Linked DNA regions of Mus musculus: regions 1 and 3 are each linked to region 2. A link is a contact called in public HiChIP or PLAC-seq and capture Hi-C data. All regions are on one chromosome and are shown on one strand. Each heading gives the region's core, a stretch centred on a gene start, on an enhancer-like site or on the middle of the called end of the contact. The rest is flanking DNA. Distances are from core to core; before and after follow the strand shown.

Region 1 (3,002 bases), core at 53-2,552, 530 kb before region 2:
GGAATCCTCGCTAAAGATAATACCCCTGAGAGCAGCCAAGGCAGAAGGGAGCTAACTGACCGCCAGCGATGTTCCAATCAGAACATAACAATGTGGCCTCTTCCTCGCCCCCTCACACCTCCACAACACATCATGTCTACAACCCAAAGAAGTGGTAATCAAAATAGTCCCTGTCAAGCTCAAGATAACTGCATGCTTCCTACTCCCGACCTAAGTAAGGAGAAAACCAGCCATGCCTCACTAGCCTTGGTTCCTCCACGATATCCTCAGGACAGGAGGTGCACTGGGCCCATCGGTCTCAGTTGCACTGTTCCGAGCCCCTTCTGGCACCTAAAGTCCACCAATAACGTCCTTGCCACCACGGCTCCTCAACCTTTCCCTGGTTACAGGTGACTCCATTTATAGCAAACACCATCACTCCAGCCAACAATGGGGACACAGCTAAGCCCAAAGACATATATTAGCATTTCGACCTCAGAGAGGGCATCCCTAGGGTAGAGTGGGGTAACTTCTCTGAAACGCTGAATCTCTGGAAAGGGCATGCAGGGTTAGAAGGTCCAAAAAGCCTAGAGGCATTCCCAGAAAAAGCCAAGGTTCGAAAGTCAAGGGCTGGGGCTCAAAAGCAAGGTGGAGAGGAAATCAAACTACTTCTCTGGCCAGGCAGTAGTACCCAGACACGCTTCACGCACTGTCGCACCCAGACCTCACCAATAACCCTTCAGAGCCACTCCCCTTAATGTCCCTCTGGCTGCAGCCGGATCCTGGCCAGTCCCTGTAGCCTGGGGCTGGACCTGACAGGAAGGAGTCAAGGAACAGAGCTGGATATCAGGTGAAGATGGAACTCTAGGGGAGGAGTAAAGGGGAAGGGGACAGACAAGAGTCTCCACCAGAAGCCACCCCGGGGGACACCGGGGAATGGTGCGCTGGGAACCAGGCCGGGCGGGGGAGAGGCGGCAGCGCGAGGACCCGGATGATCCTCGGGCCAAGGGGCAGGAGCCGGGGTCCCGCCGGTTCTTACCGAGTGAGCGACGCCCCACAGGAACACGCCCACCAGCGGGTCCGCGGCCCGGAACACCTTCACTTTCTGCTGTACGAAATGCTTCTTCTTGGTTTTGGAGGCGAAGCCGAATCCCGGGCCGGGGCCTCCAGCTGCCGCGGGTGCGGTGGCGGGAGGGACGGAGGAGGACGCCATAGTCTCCCGCGCACCCGAGCGAGTGGAAGCGGGAGCTAGCCGCGACTCCGAAGCCCGACCCGGAAGCGGTGCTCACCTGCGCAGCCGTCATGTGACCGGAGGCCCGCCCTCAGGCGCGCGAGCGGGGCGGGGCGGGGCCGGCGGGGATGGCTCCACCCCCTCGGCTGCCGGGCGGTCACCTGGCTCGGGTTGCACTCACAAGGATGCGGGGTTGGCGCTGTGCAGGGCGGCGCTTCTGTCGCTTCCGGTTCTGTCCAGTTTCTAGTGGATGAGCTCTGTCCGTAGGCGAACGTTCTGTTTGAGACCGGTCTCCTTGCTTAGTCCAGGCTGGCTTCAAACTTGCTATCCCCTGCCTCATTCTCGGTATAAAGTTTGGGTATTACGGAAGTGAGGATTGGTCCTCCATGAAGTTGGGGTTGCAGACTCCATGAAGTTGGGGTTGCAGACATGACAAATTTAAATATATACATTTAATTGTTCTATGTATATAGGTGTTTGGCTGGCACGATGTAAGTTCAGTGCCCCGGAGGCCAGAGGAGGGCGTCGGATCCTCCGAACTGAAGTTGTGGGAGCTGGGTGTCAAGTATGGTCCTCTGGAAGAGCTAATGCTCTTTTTTTTTTTTTTTTAAAGATTTATTTATTTATTTACTATATGTAAGTACACTGTAGCTGTCTTCAGACACTCCAGAAGAGGGCATCAGATTTCGTTACAGATGGTTGTGAGCCACCATGCGGTTGCTGGGATTTGAACTCAGGACCTTTGGAAGAGCAGTCGGCGCTCTTAACCACTGAGCCCTCCCTCCCTCCCTTCCTCCTCCTCCTCCTCCTCCTCCTCCTCCTCCTCCTCCTCCTCCTCCTCCTCCTTCTTCTTCTTCTTCTTCTTCTCTCTCTCTCTCTCTCTCTCTCTCTCTCTCTCTTTGTTTTTTGGGTGTTTGTTTGTTTGTTTGTTTGTTTTGTTTTGAGACAGGGTTTCTCTGTATAGCCCTGGCTGTCCTGGAACTCACTTTGTAGACCAGGCTGGCCTCGAACTCAGAAATCTGCCTGCCTTTGCCTGTCAAGTGCTGGGATTAAAGGCATGTGCCACCACTGCCCGGCTAAGTCATGTCTTCATCTTCTGGAAATATGAAATTTTAGGTCATGGCCCCAAGTTGATTTTTTTTTTTAATTCGTTCATTAATTCATCTAGTCAACAGGTATTTACTGAGAACATAATTGGAAGCCACTACCATTTTGGGGCTGATTCTCCTCTGGTTGAAGCAAAGGAAAAATTCTACCCTAGAGGAATTAAAAGTCTAAAGACGCAGACTAGCCAAGGAGAAGGCTGCAGTATTAAGAGATAAGGACATGCCGGGCAGTGGTGGTGCATGCCTTTAGTCCAGCACTCTAGGAGGCAGAGGGAAGCAGATCTCTAAGTTCCAGACCAATCTGGTCTACAGAGCAAGTTCCAGGACAGCCGGGGTTACACAAAGAAACCTTGTCTGGGAAAACCAAAATAAATAAATGAAAAGGTAAATTCAGAGCAAGATGTTGAAAGGCTTCCTAGGGAAAGAGCAGTATACAAAGATGAAGACCAAAAGGAAGACAGAAGACATAAAGACATAAGGCTAGAGACGGGACATGGGCACAGGAGACCCTCTTTGCTTTACACTGCTAGAATGTTTATTCTGACATTCCGGTGGATGACGAACATTGCCAAAATCCGTATACTGATGGTGAGCTAACCCAGTGAAGATGAAATGGCATCTACAGGCACAAGGTTTGAGGCCGGAAGTGTCCCTCAGTGCTACAGTGTTTGGCTAGCATGTGCAAG
Region 2 (3,132 bases), core at 38-2,537:
TGTGAGCCACTATGTGGTTGCTGAAAATTGAACTTCGGACCCCTGGAAGAGCAGCCAGTGTTCTTAACCTCTGAACCAGCTCCCCAGCCCACAAAGGGAATGCTTTTATGGCAGATATGAAAGAGAGAGGACAGATAGGCTGGAATTGGCCATGAGACACAGGCCTGGGCTGGAGTTGTGCCTGGCTGGCAGGCGAGGCAGGATGGGAAGGAGCCAGCCTGGGCTGTCTAGGCTGTGTAAGGACGTAGGCAGGGGAGCTTTGGTTTTATGGCTAGTCTTGAGCAGGATCATTTGATGAGCAGATTCAGGAGAAGGGAGGAGGCCAGTGATGGAATTCTAGACAGGGGACGGACCCGTTTAGGAAGACACCTGGGTTGCCACGGTCCAGGTAACAGAGTGACTCCATCTGGCCATCTACCAGGAAGGAGGGTCCGTTTTGGGCTATCAGAAGAGCTTCCTGGGGATCTAACCTGAAATACTCCATTCGTTAATCATCTACCCCTGGTGAGAGTGTCTGGTGCTGCTTCCAGGAATTTGGCATTGTCACTGGGCTCGGACAAGGAAGTAGGCTCAGATAAGAACGTGAGAAACGGTGACTGTGGGGCTTTGTTTGCTACTATGCTTAATCATTACCGTGTGTGATCTCTTTGTTTACTACTTCTCTTGATTACTTTGTCTTTGGTCTAAGAACCATGTTTTTTGTTTTTTTTGGATGTACCTAGAATGATATAAAAGCTAAAAAAATAAAGTTGCTTCAGCCTCAGCCTCAGCACTGGCTGGAGTCATGTTATAGTTTTGTCAATTTTTTTTTCTTCTTTGCAATCCTCACTCCCTCCCTTGAGACCCGGTTGACTGACTGAGCTGGCTTGGTCAGACCCCGCCCCCCTCACCCCCATCCGCACAGTCACATACCTGCACCCGCACACAGGTTTTTAGAAGGCGCCTATATGTGTGCAAGGCAAGGTGACAAGCAGAACTCAAAAGTGGAGCTCTGGCAAAACCACAGATCCCTGCCCTCAGAAAGCTCGCGGGAGTCATAAATTAACTGAACAAGCACACAGATTTTTGCGAGGCTGTTGGGGGACAGGGTTGGTTGGACCTGCTTTTCACTCCCCAGGCGCCACAGCGAGCGGGCTGGTGTGGGCTCGTGGCTCCGCCCGGCCGTCGGGGGGCGCTGCCTCCTCCCGGACGGCGGGGGGCGCTGCGGGCCGGGCGGCGGGGGGCGCTGCCTCCTCCGGGACGGCGGGGGGCGCTGCGGGCCGGGCGGCGGGGGCGGCCCGGGCCGGCGCGGCGAGCGGCTCGGCGGATGGAGAGTCTGGCCGCGGCCGGCGGCGCCGCCTCCTCGTCGGGCCGGGCACGGCGGGCCGGGGCCTTTGTGTGAGGCGGTGGCGGCGATGGTGCTCGGACCCCGCGGAGCCGGGTAAGCGCGATCGGGTCCAGCCGGACTCCCGCTCGGCCTTTCTGTCGCCCTGGCTGGGCGCGCCCCGCCGGTGTCCCCGGCCGGCCCTGTCCTCCCTCCCGGCGACCGGGCCGCGGCTCCCGGGCCTCCGCTCGGCCGGCTCCCGCGGCGCCGGGCCTGGGTCGCACGGGGGCAGCCCGCGCTGTCTGTGGCGACCGAGGTGCGCCTTCCCGGCGGTGCTGCGCCCCAGCCCGGTGCTGTCCCTGCCCTGGCGGATCGCGGGGAGACCGCGGCACGGGCAGACCTTTGGTTGGGGCGTACTCCTTGCAAGTTGTATATCCATGGGGTGCCCGGAGCCTCCCACCGTGGATGAGTGACCGCCAGGGCCCGGGAGACGCGTGGTTGGTACCCAACAATACTCAGACGAGTGCTGGGCCCCCGGGAAAAGTTGGGAATTGTTGGTAGAACCTGGTGCGATGGAGAAAAGGGTTGTGCTGCTCAGGGCGAGTTGTGCGAAGCACACGCATGTGACTAGTTGTTTCTCCGAGGTGTGCAAGACCTGAGATGGGGGAAAAGTGATGTTAAAAACGCTTGCAGGAATCTTTCCCTTGCTTAAGGCATCCAGTTGTTACTGTATAGTTGGTAAAGACAGATACAACGTACCTAAGTAATGTTACATACCACAGTTGTGTTTGCTTTGGCTATGAGTTTAGCTTCATCCACAGAATACAGTAACGTTTGAGAAATTAGCATCCAGAAGGGGTCTGGGAAGGACCAGAGAATAGGCAAGTATCCCATGAAGGGCGAGGTGGGGATTCAAGAGTTTGAGATTTTGAGGTGGGGCTGGTGGTGGCTCTTATCTGTAATCTAGCATTTGGGAGATGGAGGTAGGAGTATCATAATGCCATCAAGATCATCCTTAGTAACAGAGCAATTTCAAAGTCAGCCTGGGCTACATAAGATCTCAAAAAGAAAAGAAAAAAAGAGCTGAGAGGTTTGTTTGTAGACTGGAAAGGACAGCTATGGCAGACAAGTAAAGGTGCAACCGTTACCTCTTCCTTAGCTGCTAATGGAGCATTGATAATAGTTCAAGTATATTCCTGGCATTTGGCATTGTGAGGAAAGAGAATAGACTTAATGATAGAAAGAAAAACTTGATTTAGGAAGAAGTTAGTAAAGAAACCCGAGCCTGTTGTTTGGATTGTACTGAGGGCTGAACATCCATTCAGTTGGAAGGCTCCTAGCTAGACACATATAGCTCACTCCCCTCTTTTAAAAACACACAGTCTGGCTTTCTACCCCAGGCTATCCTAGGACTCCTGTTATTCCCGTCCCAGACTTCCAAGTGCTACAATTATAGGTATCTACTATTGTACCTGGCCTCTTTTTGTTTTATTTTGTTTTTAAGGATTTATTTGGTTTTTGTTTTGTGTGGATGAGTATTTGCTTCTGTGAATGTAAGTGTACTCTGTGTGTGTGTGTGTGTGTTGCCTGAAGAAATCTGAAGAAGGTATGGGATCTCCTGGAACTAGAGATAAAGTCATGTGGGTGCTGGGGACGGAACCTGGGTCCTCTGCATGAACAGCAGATGATCTCAGCTGCTGAGCTGTCTCTGCAGCCCCAGCTCCGTAGACTTTCAGGACCAAGCTAACTGATTTTTTTTTTCTCATCTCTTTTTCGTTTTGTTTCAATGATCCTGTGGTTGGGTCTGTGCAGGGTGAAGGTCATTCCCC
Region 3 (2,913 bases), core at 94-2,593, 510 kb after region 2:
TGAGCTTGGTAGTGTGAGCTAATCCCATCGTGTGGGAGACAGAGGCAAGAGAATTGCCATGAGGGAGAGGAAAGAGTCATATAGCCCTACGCGTGGGCCAATAAATGTAATTTAAAAAATCAGCTTGATAATAAATATAATTTTTAAAAAAAGAGACTTTTGTTGTCTTCCTCCTCCTCTTCCTTCTCCTCCTCCTCTTCCTCTTCTTCCTCCTCTTCCTCTTCTTCCTCTTATCCACAAGTAACAAGATGCTTCATCTTGCTGACCACAGGGTACATGCCTGTTGGTTCAGCTCCTCATGAGGCTTTGATAAAATCTCAAAAAAAATCCCTTTTACCCACGAGTCTGAGACTGTGTCTTGAAACAAAACAGGTATGGTGGTGGCTCATGCCTATAATCCCAGCACTCTGGAGACTAAAGCAAGAATACTTAGACTATATAGGAAGTTAGGCCAGCTTAGGTTATAAAGTGTCCAAAAAAATTAGAAGGCAGCCAGAAGAGTGATGGTAGCTCATACCTTTAATCTCAGCACTTGGAGGCAGAGGCCTTGTGTTCAAGGCCAGCCTGGTCTACCTAGCTCCAGGGCAGCCAGGACTATCTCAACAAAAAAGTAAATAGGGGTTGGAGAGATGGTTCAGTGGTTAAGAACATGTAAGACTCTCTCCAAAGGAGTAGAATTTTTAGTCCTTGCAACCATGTCAGGTGGCTTACAACTGGCTGTAACTCCAGCTCATCTGGCCTCTGTGGGCATTCGCCTTGAATCCCAGCACTTAAAAGGCAGACACAGGCATATCTCTGAGTTTGAGGCCAGCCTGGTCTACAGATTGAGTTCTAGGACAGCCAGGGCTACAAAGAGAAAGCCTGTCTTGAAACAACAACCACAAAAACCTTACCAAACAAACAAAAAAAACAATAAAGGTAAAAACTCAAAAGACTGCTCTGGTAATAACTTGATTTGATTTGCTGTAGGTTCTATTTTTCAAATTTTTTGATTGGGAAATCTTTAAAGTAAACATGACACATGGACTGGGAATGTAGCCCAGTTGGTAATGTGCTTGCCTAACATGCATAAATCCTTGGAGTTGATTCCCAGTACCACGGCAACTGCACCTGGTTGCAGATTCCCATAAATCCCCGTACTGGGGTTATAGTGGCAGAAGGATCAGAATCCAAGGTCATCCTTGGCTAACTAGTTGAATTCCAAGCCAGCTAGGGCTACAGAAGGCCCAGTCTCAAAAGAGAACAAACTTTCCACTGCCTAGAGGCTACAGAGACTGGACTATGGTCTAGGGACCGCCTAGCCACAAAGGAGGAGCCTTGCCTGTCAGGATGGGGCAATAGCTGGTCAGATAAAGTCTACCCAAAGAGAGGTGGTAAATACTTGTTTCCAGTCATCACCTACAAGAAGTTAACCTCTGGAAGGTAGCCGCTCCAACTAGGGACCTACTGAGTGAGACAGAGAACCACTTCATTCCTCTGCTGCTTGCCAGACAGGTGAGGGTAACAGCCTCTAAGAGGCCCCCTCTTATGTCCAGGGAAACTGAAGTCTCTAATGACCAGGACTCTACCAAACTCTGACCATTCTTGGTGCCTGTTCCTGTTGAATATTTGCGCCCTCCTCACCTGAGCTCTGCTCCTTCACAACAGGGCTGTCCTGTGGACCCACCATGATCCAGGCTGCATTGCTTCTTGGCTGTATCTTACTGTCCCCGGTGACCGCCTTTCCGTGGAAGACGCAGAATGGCAGCCTGCCAGCCGTCACAAGAACTGAACCCACATCAAATGTGCTCCCCAACAAGATTCCTCCTCCAACCCCCATTACCTGTCGGGACCTCTTGTACACGGTGCTCCCCGCTGCTCCTCTGTCTGAGTTCTTGTCCCTCTTAGCCCTGAGAGTTGTCCTGGAAAACATTGGCTGCCCTGCCGAGGCCTACAGTCTGCAGCTTCGGATCAGTGAAATGGGAGGAAAAGACAGCGCGGAAACCCTGGTCCTCCAGAGTCAAAAGAGTAGCCAGGAGGAAGGGATCGGCAACAATGAAGTCATTCTGAGGCATCTGGTGCCATCCCCTGGGGATATGAGGAGGGTCCGGCGCTCAGTTACCCTGCCTGAGGCGTGCACCTATGAACCCGGGTGGGTGTTGTACGATATGGCCCAGGTGCTGCTGGAGACGGCGAACAAGCTCCCTCCTATTGACCTAGTAAGAGAGTTCAAGGCCTCTGTAGTCAATGTCACCCAGCACTGTACCATGGAGTCTTGGGAAAGTATGAATGAAGTAGCCAGGAGGCTGATGAGTAGCCCAGAACTTAAAGACGCCAAGATTCCCGTTGAAGATCGAGTATACCTCGTTGCTCAGCTTGCAGTCGTTTTAAAGCGTATTTTTGTGAACCTTGTGTGGGAATATTTTCAGACCTATTTTGGATAGACACGGCCTCCTAGGCATGGAATGAACTTTCTCATAGCCCTTTAGTAGGTGTGCACACAGCAGCTGCCCACGGTGTGTAGCTAGACGCTGGCTGCATTTTACAAATTCATACATTGTCTTCCTTTGATCCTAATGTGTGAAGACACTTGATATGACTTCAGTCTTTCAGTTTCTAAATGCTATGGGTATTGCAATTTCCCTCTTTAATACTTTTTAATTCCTTGCTTAATGCTTTTTAATTTCCCAGCTGAATTCTGGGCCTTGGTTGTATTCATATTGTTTTGGGATATTAAGGAAAGGAAGGTTTGTTGTTTTGTTTTGTTTTGTTTTTGAGACAGGGTCTGCCTGGGTAACTCTGTCTATCTTGGAACTCAGAGATCCACCTGCCTTTGCCTCCACCTGCTGAGATTAAAGGTGTGCACCACCATGTCTGTATTTGTTCTGGTATTTTGAGATTGTCTTGCTTTGTGGCCATTGCCCTTACTATATA

Evidence for each region. HiChIP or PLAC-seq counts read pairs in DNA pulled down with a chosen protein or histone mark. Capture Hi-C pulls out chosen DNA fragments and counts their contacts.
Region 1: a contact with region 2 is called in an H3K4me3 HiChIP or PLAC-seq map of bone marrow-derived macrophages, with 3 times the contacts expected there. The contact joins the promoter of Pip4k2c here to the promoter of Zbtb39 in region 2. A contact is called at or near these places in 2 of 39 promoter capture datasets (liver and pre-B cells) and 1 of 115 datasets of contacts at active chromatin or transcription factors (bone marrow-derived macrophages).
Region 3: a capture Hi-C map of embryonic stem cells shows a contact between it and region 2, with 3 times the contacts expected there. The contact joins the promoter of Apon here to the promoter of Zbtb39 in region 2. A contact is called at or near these places in 3 of 39 promoter capture datasets (cranial neural crest, embryonic stem cells and liver), 1 of 115 datasets of contacts at active chromatin or transcription factors (embryonic limb bud) and 1 of 9 other capture datasets (embryonic stem cells).

Annotation. Positions count from the first base shown.
Region 1 is chr10:127,210,320-127,213,321 of GRCm38.p6, forward strand. Pip4k2c (phosphatidylinositol-5-phosphate 4-kinase, type II, gamma) reads right to left here and starts at 1,303. Exons shown (of 10, transcript NM_054097.3): 1 at 1,019-1,303. The coding sequence starts at 1,192.
Region 2 is chr10:127,738,243-127,741,374 of GRCm38.p6, forward strand. Zbtb39 (zinc finger and BTB domain containing 39) reads left to right here and starts at 1,288. Exons shown (of 2, transcript NM_198035.2): 1 at 1,288-1,420.
Region 3 is chr10:128,252,788-128,255,700 of GRCm38.p6, forward strand. It overlaps Apon (apolipoprotein N), which reads left to right and starts at 1,344. Exons shown (of 2, transcript NM_133996.3): 1 at 1,344-1,494; 2 at 1,648-2,913. The coding sequence starts at 1,668. The coding sequence ends at 2,423. It overlaps Timeless (timeless circadian clock 1), which reads left to right. Exons shown (of 29, transcript NM_001164081.1): 29 at 1-154.